2 separate regions of the Mus musculus genome follow, and region 1 is linked to region 2. The links are chromatin contacts, called in public HiCAR-type maps. All regions are on one chromosome and are shown on one strand. Each heading gives the region's core, a stretch centred on a gene start, on an enhancer-like site or on the middle of the called end of the contact. The rest is flanking DNA. Distances are from core to core; before and after follow the strand shown. Region 1 has its middle 58 kb from the start of Gm24285. Region 2 has its middle 55 kb from the start of Gm36595.

Region 1 (6,089 bases), core at 2,272-4,771, 740 kb before region 2:
TTCTAGGCAGTCCTTGATCCGACCTTGGGCATGGATAGCTAAGTCACTGCCCTACAAAGGAATTTACCATTATCTAGGAATAAGGAAGTTTGTGATCTAAGAAGGAACCAGAGTAGATACTTAGCACTATAGATAGCCGAGTTACACCCATACTGAAGTATTTACAATGGCCTAGGGGGCATATACAATAGACTAGAATAGGAACTATGGCTAGGGCACTACGACCCTGGCTTCTAAGATTAAGTGGACATTAGGTAGAGCTGTTTTTGATCCCAGTTGTTAACATTGAATTTTATCCCAGTTGGTTCCTTCTGTGTTTGCATTCCTCTGTTTTGTGTAAGAATCCAGTAACCTCTTTGTACCTTGCCAGTGTGTCACCCAACTTCCCTATTTTCTCCTGTATAAAAAGTTTGATGCTCGATTTGACAAATTACATTCAGATTCTACACCATCTCGTGTGTCATTTCTGTTTGTCATTCGCCGACTCCTTGTCCACCTGCAACCAGAGACCCGTTCCACGAAGATAGGAGATCCAAAAAGGGGATAGTCTGCGGCAACATGCTAACAACCTCAACGTCTCATGCTCTGTCTCTGGGCTGTATTTGTAGGCATGCTGGGTAGCTGTTTGATTGTTTAGAGTCTTGTGAACTGGTCAAGAGGTACTTTCCACGAGGTACACAGGATCTGCCCCTTGAGCCAGATGCAGCCGGGTGGCTTGACAAAGAACCTAGGTCCCCTTTGAGCTAGAAAGCCTATCCAATACCAGAGTTCTTAGCTCTTTTCTTAAATGGAAGACCAAACACTTTTTGGCTTTTTTTTTTTTTTCTTAATTCCTTAACAGGTACTGAGACCACATTTTTCTTTGGCTTTCTTATCTTTTGAAATCTTGCTTAGTTGGAGGGAAAAGGAAGAAGTGGCAAAATTTTCACTTCTCATAAAATTCCTTTAAATTCTTTAGATAACTGTTAGATTACTTAATTTCAGTGAAATTTGCTTACTATTCTCTATTGAATTTGTAATATATACTTACTCTATCAATATACATTTCTCTCTTGTTTAAATGGAATCTAACATCAATACACTAAAAGAAAATCAAAATATACCATTTTGAAACAATAGTTTTTATTCTTCATTTACAAATGTTTACTTAATTTCCCTCCTTGTTAAGAAATTCTGAGTGTTCTATATGAGACAAATGATACACTTGACACTATGAATTCTTGTATATCAGTCTACAAAGCATGTAAGTGAAACATATATAAATAACTCATTTGTACATCAAAAACTTTGAACATGGTAACTGTTTTGCCTGAGCCCTGGAAGAGGTTAAGTAAAGGAATAACATTAAAAAGTAAAATACTAGATTTTATGATATCAGATTGTCTTAGAGTTTCATTGCTGTGAAGAGACACCACGACCAAGGCATAATCTTATAAAGGACATCATTTAATAGGGGCTGACTTACAAGCTCAGAGGTACAGTTCACTACTGTCAAGACTGGAGCATGACAGCATCTAGGTATGGCACTAGAAGAGGTGAAAGTTCTACATCTTATTCAGAAGGCAAACAGGAGAAAACTGACTCCTCCGGCAGCTAGGAGGAAGGTCTCAAAGTCTACTCCCCAGTGACACACTTAAACAAGGCCATGCCTCCTAGTAGTGCTACTCCCTGGGCCAAGCATATTCAAACCACCATACAGAACAATTGCTGGAGATTATCAGATAAAACAAAGGCTACTATTTAAAGCTGACATATTTCCTAATAATGGGAATAATTAATATAAGAATATATTTTATTTACAATGCTATTGTTGAGTGCTATATTTATATGTGAAAACCACAGGCCTCCTTATAAAAATTACATCTATATAATAATATTTCATTTAGAAAAATTAGATTATATAATTAAACATCACTTAGAGGCTCTAACTGTGATTTTATTAATTATCTTTTAATTAGTACCAAATGGCACTATTTAATGAAAAGTCATTTTTTTATTAAAACTGAGTCAATTGAAGTAATTAACTTACTTACTAATTTAAACATTACTATATCTGTTCGGGAAATCTTATCTTAATACTTTTTGCTAATGGTGACTACAAATCATTACAATTAGAATTTTGGGGTAATATGGTTTATATGTTATTATTTCCATTTAGGTTTATAAGAAAGCATTTTCAGAGATAGGCACCATTATACCCATCTTATAAGAGAAATTAATTTTCTTAGGAGAATTACTTTATCAGTAAGAGCAAGAGCCAGGGCTTACATTCAGAACTTTCCCACTCTGCCATCTGTGCCATTAATGATCACTCAGGGAGACAATTCTGAGAAGGCAACATGTTAAGTTTAAACTCAACTGGACCAAAGATTGTTACAGCTAGTGAGAGAATGAACATACTAAGAGAGAGAAGAAAAGTACAAAGATCCTCAGGTGGAAGGTTGCCTGGCAATCTCAGGCACACCAAGGAGACCAGAGTGGTGTCTGTCTGTCTGTCTGTCTGTCTGTCTGTCTGTCTGTCTGTGTCTGTGTGTGTGTGCGCACGTGTGTGTGTGTAATCCAAGCACTCGTGTTGTGCACTGTTTAATGTGTGTGTTAATAATCAAACTTAGGACCTCTTCAAGAACAATACACATTATTAACCACTGAGCCATCTCTAGTTTCATAAAAATCATTTTTACATTGATGGAACAACCTTGAACTAGGGTTTTTTTTTTAGTTTTTCTTTTTATATTCTTTATTAAAAATTGAAGTTTTTAAATTTACATTTCAAATGTTATCCCCCTTTCCTGGTTATCCCTCTGTAAACCCCCTATCCCATCCCTGCTTACCCTGCTTCTATAAGGGTGTTCCCCCACCCACCTACCCACTCCTGCCTCACCACTCTAGCATTCCTCTACGCTGGGACACCTTCAAGAGGATGCCCCCATTCCCACCCCCACCCTAGTGGGAGATAATGCTTAGGTGTTGGAGTAAACAGGTAAGATTAGAGTTTTAGTGGAGACACTGGACTTGCTGGGAGCATTGGATGAAGAGAGGAGCAGAGTTTCTGTTTTAACCCAAGATCAGACATAGTAGGTAGAAAAGATGTGTGTGTGTGTGCGTTAATGTGTGTAGGTGTGATAACTGAGTGTTTGTGGATGTTCTATCTGATCTTCTCCCTCAAGAAAGTGAAATGTTTATGCATGGCTGGAAGGAACTATAAATATTTAAACTAAGTGAGAAACTACAGATATTTTGTCTTGTTCAATTAATGCCTAGAATATGGCATAATATGAGGCAATGACCTTTTAGGGGTTGTAGTAAGTTGACATCATGGTTAATTAGCTTCATTGTCATAGTGAAAGTAATGTTGATCTACAAGGAAGACATTTTTCTCATTTTATTTCTCAGAAATAAGGACATATTTGATCACAGTCAACCTCATGTTTGAAAATAAGATATTCTATGTCATGTACTATTATTTATGTGTGAGTCAAAGCATCGTAGGCTAAACTTGTATGGTTGCTCTTTGACAGCATAAGGGACTTCCTCAGTGACATGGCTGAGGGAGAAAACATGAAACATACTTGTGCTTTCAAATAACACATTTCAAGTATCTGGTAACATTTATTTTGAATTATTTTAGTATCTCCCATTGCCTTAGGGAATACTTGAAAAATACATTGACAAAGAAAGAAAGGAAGAAATAAAGAGAGAAGGAAGGAAAGAAAGCTTTCTTATCTTTCTCTCCATTGTGCCAAAAGGCAATGACTTTTGTTCTTCTCAGTCAGCAGGTACCTAAAGAAGTGCAGGGTGAGATTTATTCAAGAGAAACAGGCTCAAATGCCTCCAAAATGGAGATGGTTTAGAATGTTGTACATTTATGCTACATTTAGAATGTTCTGTGAACTTAAAAGGATGTTTGGAGTTAGGTTTAAAAACAGTGGGATTTAGTGTAATAGATTTGGCAAAGAACCCCGAGCAGCTCATACAGCTGACACATTGATGCGGACCCAGCTGACTAATACAGACCATGTGTTTGCTCTGGCAGAGGATTCGGAAAAATAATTTAGGGAAAGGATTCTGTTATTCAATGGATTTCACTTTTGTTGCTTTTTTTGTGGGATTGTTAAAATTTTTCTAATCAGGCTTGCAAAGGTAGATCTCAAAAAGATCTTCCAAGTGACTGAGACCAGTTTTGAACTTTTCATAAGGAAAAAGAAAGGAACATGGGAGAGTTTTTTATACTTCCTAGAAATATATTTATGACTAGTCATGCCCAAAGTGATAGCAAATCTATACATTTTTCCTGTTTAAAAACAATATAATATTCCCCTTAACAATTATAATCCAATTATGAAACAGAATTTTCTATCTAAACTTCAATCTCAAAAACAGAACCAGCATTTCAGTAATGTTTTAAGTGTGCCACCTTAGACCTCTGTGTTTGTATGTTTAGTCATACATTTGCTTATTCAGATGTAAGACCAAAGCTTGCATCTTGTCTGTAAGTAAATTGTTTGAATATTATCACACAGTTTCAAAAGGTGTCATTGGCCTATTAAAGTCTCAGAATTATAAGTGATTACTAAATTTTGACACATCAGTGACAAGATGGAGTCAGTTCTGGAAAGAGCTCTGATTCCATTTTATGGGCTTGAAAATTGCTTCAAAGGCTACTCTGAGCACTATGACATGGAGACCTAAACGGACTTTAGGAGCAAGGCACACTATTTTCTTCCCTGGATTATTTTGACTTTGTATTTAAAACAGTTTTATTATATTCTCTCTCTCTCTCTCTCTCTCTCTCTCTCTCTCTCTCTCTCTCTCTCTCTCTCTCTCTGTGTGTGTGTGTGTGTGTTTGTATGTGTGCCTGTGTAGAGGTCAAAGAACAACCTCTAGAATTTGGGTCTTACCTTCTGCCTTGCTGTGGTAGGGTCTCTTGTTTCTGCCACTGTATTCTTCAGGCTGACTGGCTCATAACTCTACAACCAGTTCCCCTATCTTTATCCTTCCCCCATCTCTCTGTATGAGTACTGGAATTATAGGCATATGCCACTGTATCATATTTCTTATATAAGACTTGGTGATCAAGTTCAGGTTGTCAGGCTTCTGTGTCTAGCATTTTACACTTTCAACCATCTCCCAGCTCTTGGGTAACTTGGCTGAATCCTGTTGCTAAGTCATGACATTCAGTAGACTCTTCTTCAGAGTAATATGGCAAATTCTTTAAGCTATAGGCACTTCGGTACAACATTTAGCAAAGCATTGTACAGCAGGGGCTTTTAGCATTCCTGTGACTAAGCTGCATTTGAGAAGACTACAGATGAAGTTCAAGCCCGCTGCTTGGGATGTTGTTTGGTTTGGGGGCAAAGCTGTGTCTTAGCTTATGCTTATGAACCCCAGAATTATGTACTCCAAATTAGGACATATTTTAGCCCTTGTTTCAATCCCCACATGGTTTGGGGAAAAACAGCAGGGTTTGGGGAAAAACCAACTTTGCTAAGAAACCAATTCTCCTTGCATCCTAATTTTAAAGGGACAGCATGTGTCTTTCATTCAGGAATCTGAAATTAATTATTTTTTAAAGTGAGATTTTGCCAGATGTTGAGGCACTAATATGTTGTAGAAACTTTTAATCCTAATACTGGGTTTGTACTAGCCTCTGATCATTTAGTTCCTGGATAAAAGACACACGCAACCTTTATATTTACAATAAGCCTTAATCAGCCCTAGAGTTAGGGAGATATCTCCCTTTTATGCTATTAGAATCTACTTTTCCATTGATAACCCTGAGTTATTACTTACTATGTTTCATCTGGGCTGCTCTTAACTCCAGTTGGCCAGTCTCAGGGCCATGCTTTCTTGACTCCTAACCCATTGTATCTTTTTCTTCTTCCTCCTCTTCTTCACCCTTCATTGTGGTCTTTTTCAAGTCCCTGGCCAGGAACACCAAGCTCCGACTATCTCAAGTCTGCCAAGTTATAGGCTGTAGGTATCTTTATTTACCAATCAGAAATAACTTTGGGGGCCAGGTCACATAGTGTCACTTGGGTCTATCTACAGTCTCTGGGACAATCAAGTCATGGGGGCCCAAAGTTAGCATT
Region 2 (6,083 bases), core at 1,746-4,245:
AGGGCCTTGAAGGAAACTGCAAGCATTCTGAGATAGCCTTGAAGTAAGAATAAATAGCTTCCAAGGCCCGGTGAGCACACTGCTTATGCTGTTTTCCTTAAGTTCTACAAATCTGTGCCAGTGTCTATACAAATATGGAGATAGGAGCAAAGCAAGCTGCAGTGTTTATGAAACAATTCATAATGTGTGTGATAAGGCAGGTCAGGTCAGCAGACACTGTGCATGACCAGTGTCTACACTTGCATCTGGTTCAGGGTCAGCAAGCATGAATACTGTGTCAAATTCATCCTCATGTTCATATCCTTGTTAACTACCAAATCCACACCCTTGAACACCAATATATATGTAGTTAGAAGTCATAAGGAAAGAGGGAAGATTTAAAAAAAAACATATTTGAAGATGTTGAATAGTTACTGCATATTGAAAACAGTATGTTAGGGTTTCGTTTGGCATTGATTTTGTTTTGTTGTTTGTTTCTTTTGAGATAAGGTCTCATGTAGCTCAGGCTAGCTGGCACTGTCTATTCACAGTGACTCTGAACTCCTGATCCTCTTGCTTCTACCGCCCAAATACTGAGATTACAGATGTAGGCTGACATGCACAGATTTTTGTTTTGTTTTATTTGGGGCATGGGGGTTGGGTCTCTCTGTAGCCCACGGCATCCAGCAACTCAGGCATCCTCCAAACTCCACCTCCTCAGTGCTGTGATTACAGGTCTGAGTTGACATGCTAAACAGAAGAGGTATAAATGTGTTTCTGTCTTGCTTTCTAGTTTCCAGCATTGTTCATATGCACACAGGATCCTATGATAGGTATTTATCACAAAGATAAGTCAGAAATGACATAGACAGTTGATAAAATTATATGCCACCAAATCTACTTACTGTCTTTTAAATGTTCTTCTAGCCCACACAGAATATAGTTTTCATTTCTTTACAACTATTGAAAGTAAGCCAGGTGGTGGCGGTACACGCCTTTAATCCCAGCACTTGGGAGGCAGTGGCAGGCCGATTTCTGAGTTCAAGGCCAGCCTGGTCTACAAAGTGAGTTCCAGGACAGCCAGGGCTATACATAGAAACCCTGTCTCGAAAAACCAAAAAAAAAAAAAAAACCAAGTATTGAAAGTAAAGTCAGCAGCCTACATACAAAATACCTGTTACTTGAATAACACTTTCATTTAAAAAAAAAAAATGTTTGATTCTCCTCTGCCTCAAAGTGAACAGCTAATCACATTTTGTTGTAAACAAAATGGTGAGATAGCTTAGATGGTAAAAGTACTTGCTGAGTAAGACTGGGTACATGAATTCAATAATTAGGATCTATGTAAAGGAGGAAGGATAAAACCAATGTGTAGCGGTTAGAATAAAAGTGGCCCATCTCCATATTTGAATTCATGGTACCCAGTTAGTGGAACTGTTTAGAAAGGGTTAGAAGATGAGCCCTTGCTGGAAGTGTGTTATTTAAGGGCAGATTTGGGGGATTCAGAAAACTCATGCCATTCCTACCTTCAGCCCCCTCTTTCTCTTTTTGCCTTGCACTTGTGGGTAGAGGTATGAGCTCTCAGACATTGCTCTGGCACAATGCCTGCCTTCCTGCCATCATGGTCTCAACCATGAGGTCCATGGACACTAACCCTCTGGAGCCATGAACCTCAAATTAAATTCTAGGCCTGAGCAAAAATGTACCTTATTTTTGAGACAGGGTCTCATGTTTCCCAGGGTAACCTCAAACTCATTACACAGTCAAGAATGTCTTGAACTGCAGATTCTGCCTCTGCCTGTTGAGTGCCAGGATTACAAACATGTCCCACTGTGCCTAGTTTGTGTGGTGCTGCTGATCAAACCGTAGGCCTTATGTGTACTAGACAAGCCTTCTACCAATGGAGCAATATCTTTAGTCCCCCCCACCCCGCCACCCCAAATATCCCCATTTTGAAAGGGAAAGAAGTCTTGGGATTTTATGGAATGGAGTATACAAGATCCATATGTATGGAGAGATGGCTCAGTGGTTAGGAGTTCTTACTGCTCTTGCAGAGGACCTGGGTTGAATTTCCAGTATCCACACAGCAGCTCAATGCTGTCTTTAACTCCACTTTCAGAAGATCTGATATCCTCGCCTAGCTTCCATGAGCAAGTGTGGCAAATATGAGGTACACATGCATATATGCAGTCAAACACACACAAAATAAAAGTCAGTTGTTTGAAAAGAACCGTCCCTGTTCCAAACCTGGCGAATTTCTTCTTCCCTCAGCCCATTGCTTTCCTTTGTTTGTTTGATTGTATTTTAAGAGAGTCTCATACTGTGGCTTAGTCTATTTGTGAACGCACCGTTAAGTCCAGGCTAGCCTCTAACTCAAAGCCTCCTCTGGATTTCAGGTGCTAGGGTTACAGGCATAGGCTACCTACCACACCCAAGAGTTCCTCTGCTAGGTATAGGGCCAAAGTGCTCTGTATATATTCTCTAGAGATCGGCTTGAAGCTCTAACTCCTGCATTGCTGTTAATAACAGTTAAAAGAGGGAATGCAAATGTCTGTTGAATACCTCCTCTATCTTCCAGGGCTCCATCTATTTCTCCTAGGACAGGATCACTGTCAGTTTCTGGATGTTTTCATGTGTGTGAGGGTTGCTTTTGTTATGTTAGCCTGAGGTAGTATTTCCTGTTTGTCTTTATTTGGAAGTTAAGCATCATTAAAAGATGTGAAAGGATGCTAGCCTGACAGAAGGTTAGACAGGAATAATAATGGTAATAATAATAGCTATTGTTATTATTATTATTTGTGTTATATCAGTTTGCCTAAGTAAGAGCTTCGGTTGTTGACCTCCCCACTTCTGTGTCATTCAGAGCTAATGTGAGCCATGAAAATAGTTTTCAAAAGGTTTAGAACACAGAAAAGAAGGTGCAAACATTCCTCAGGAAGTTGGTGCAGGAATGAGGCAGCCCCTCTAGCACTGCCTATCTGCTGACTCACAGTCGGTTGCCGGCAGAGTCAGAGTCGGGTGGGGCTGCAGCTGGGACCTCTTGGTGCTGTGAGTAGTGGAGCTCATGATTCACTTTCTCTGACTTCTGAGCCAAGTGCGGTTTGTTTTTTTTCCTTACCTCCTAGACATACAAGACACTAGTTTCTCTTGCGCAGTGTCCCCAGCCTAAGCGTTAGAGGCCTGGAGGCAGACAGACAGAAGTTCTGTTCCTTCATTGTGGTTTCCAGTCAAGCTTCAAAGACTCTGGGTTTTCCTTGAACCTCCCACTTCATACTCACCCAGCCCTCCTCACTGCCTCCCTTAAAAAATTCAGACTCCAGCACCAGGCAGAAAATCCAGTTCCCACTGTGTTGCTCTTTTGGGGTTGGTTAGTGGGTGCTAGGAATGGAACCTAGGTCCTTGATCTTTTGGGCAACGACTCTAGGGCTGAGCTGGATTACCAGCCAGGCCAGTGGTTGTTTTTGTTGTTTTGAAACAGTCAGTGTATATTCCAGGTTAATGTCAAATTTGCAACCTTCCTGACTTCACCTCCTGATTCCAGGTAAACTAGTTATTTTATAAACTCAAATCCCCACAATAAATCTTTTCTTTTGTATGTCTATGTTTTCCACAAATTCTGTGACTCTCATACTCCAGAATGAGGAAAGTCTGATTGCCAGCACTCCAGCTTTCCGAAATACGTACAGAGAGCCCTTTTAAAGGCTTCAACAAAGGTGGGCCAGGCTTCTTGGCTGGTTGGGTTGGGTAGGGGGTGTGGGAAAATGGAGGCAGGGGCATCAGGATATCTCATTAGTTTCGGCCGGTCTACACCCTGTCACAAAGGGTGCTGTAGCGTGGGCAGACACTGCGTAGCACAACTTTAATCCCAGCAAGCAGGCTGATTTCTGCTACTTAGAGGCCACCTTGCTCCACTTATCAAGTCCAAGGCCAGCCAGGGTTACATGATGAGACTCTGTTTCAAAAAACAAAAAGAAATAGAAAGAAATCAGGGGCAAACAAGACAAGGTCCTGGCCTTCAAATGTCTGACAAATTAATGAAAGTCTCACTGTTCTCAAGGATTCTTGACTTAAATTATATCATCTTGCCAATTGTCAATATGTTCTTGTAGTAATTTGAATATACAGCTCTTAGCTGAAGAAGTGTTGTTTGGACAGCAGGTAACCCCCCTACACACACACACATACACACACACACACACACACACACACACACACACACACACATACACACACACACATACACACACACACACACACACACACACACCCCTTTATACCTAACTCAGCAACCAGTATGTATCTTAAAACCTTCTAAAATATAAACATCACCTGAGGTTAACTTGTCATTATATGTTTTGTTCTTTAAAGATGTTTCAGAAAAACAACATCAACTCGTTTTAGGAAATGAGTCATTAGATTTCCAAGAACTGACAGGTACCATACAGGATATACCTCTGAGCCTGTATCAGAAAGGGAAAACTTGAGAGGTGTCAACGACGCAGCTGAAAATTCAACTGTAAGCTAAGTTTGGGCAAGGCAGATGGCTTGGCGTGACCAGGACAATGGTTCCACAGCATGGCAAGTGCTTCCCCATAGAAACAGATCCCAACATCTGGAGTGTTGGCAGAGATTGCCATGTGTGTTTGGACAACACTCACCAGACATACATGCCATGATGGTTATATCACTCCCCCAAACCCACATCAATGTTCATCTGTCTTGTATGATAGTTTCGCACCCTGTCTGGGTAATTGTCATTTTTAACACCTACGAGAAAAATCCCAGGCCTTCTCTGTACAATTCATATACCCCTGCCTAACTTGAATTTAATTAACGCTTGGAATTCATCCACTTCAATACAGTTTCGGTCTTTGCCAGCAAATTAAAACCGATCAACATACCTATTCAAAATTTCCACCCAGACAGAGAAGAAGTTTATAGGCTACAGATTACTAGGAATTACCATAAAAGTGACAAGCATCACACAGTTTTGTTCTTCAGTATAGAAACAAAATCAATATTTACCCCCTACACTTTTATTTTTCTTCTCTCTATATATATGTTCCTCGCGGGAAGTTGTATATTTTGATTTCTGGCCATAATCATCAGTTCTCTCCTCTCGAGGCTTATTTAAGTAGCTGCAAGATATCTGTTGATATTGTTTCTACTTGTGCTCAGTCCACAGTCACGAACACTGACGCTTCTGATGATTTCTTCCAGTGGATTCTAGATACCAAGACTCCGGCGTGTCTAGCAACTGATAGTGACACGAGACCAGCGCATGATTTGGTGAGGTATCAGGCAAGCTAGCAGACAAATAGAGGAGGGGCTGAAGGAGGAGGAAGAGGAGGAACAGGGGAGGGGGCTGCATCCAGAGTCACATTGTGACTTGGGTGCATGAAAGAGAAAGCAAAGTATTAAGTCTTCGATTTCTAAGTACTCAAAGGCTCTAGGCTCCTGCTTTTTCTGCACTGTGGATTTCAGTACACATTGCAGACGGTGTAATACTAACGTATCTAAACCTCTTGTCTCTTTTTGTAAACTTAAAAACGCTTCTTGTAAGCTTCAGGGAATCAGCTTGAATCCACTTCTCACAGGACAAAGGACTCCAGATAAGTACTGTCAACCAACCACCCTTCCCCATTTGCCAATTCGTCCTATTGCAGAGGGTGGGAACTCTCTCTCTCTCTCCTCTGCTCTTTGGGCTCAGCTAATTGTCAGGCCTTTGGGTCCGAAAGTTTCAAATGAACACCCAAGATAAAAATGTTCCCCTAAACTCCTTCATTTTACCTTCTCTCCCTAGTCTATTTGTCCCAGAAGATTTCAAACAAACTAGAGAATACCCTAGCAATTTGCCAGCTCCAGATGTTCCCTCAAATTCTGCATCCTGAATAACTTAAAAGTGGCCTGCACTTCCCTAGCCCCAGCATCAAAAACTGCTCCAGCTGCTGCCTGTAGGTCCCTAGACCCAGAGGGTCCTGCAGAGCCAGGTCAGTGAACGAACAGCCTGTTTTGACAGGCCTTGGCCAGCATTCTAACTTCCCCCAACAAAGATACTCCAAAGTCAGCAGTAAGTAGTCACAGAGAAGATTGCATTGCCCCAC

The links. HiCAR-type assays count read pairs that join an accessible place to other places.
Region 1: a HiCAR-type map of fibro-adipogenic progenitors shows a contact between it and region 2, with 3 times the contacts expected there. The contact joins two enhancer-like sites.

The regions. Positions count from the first base shown.
Region 1 is chr10:57,229,218-57,235,306 of GRCm38.p6, reverse strand. No RefSeq gene overlaps it. Among named protein-coding and RNA genes, the nearest start is that of Gm24285, 58 kb to the right of the region's middle. Within about 2 kb of position 3,521, at least 17 of the 459 cell types and tissues checked have an H3K27ac peak or open chromatin away from gene starts, as enhancers often do. A contact at or near this core is called in fibro-adipogenic progenitors, where this site is marked.
Region 2 is chr10:56,483,718-56,489,800 of GRCm38.p6, reverse strand. No RefSeq gene overlaps it. Among named protein-coding and RNA genes, the nearest start is that of Gm36595, 55 kb to the right of the region's middle. Within about 2 kb of position 2,995, at least 136 of the 459 cell types and tissues checked have an H3K27ac peak or open chromatin away from gene starts, as enhancers often do. A contact at or near this core is called in fibro-adipogenic progenitors, where this site is marked.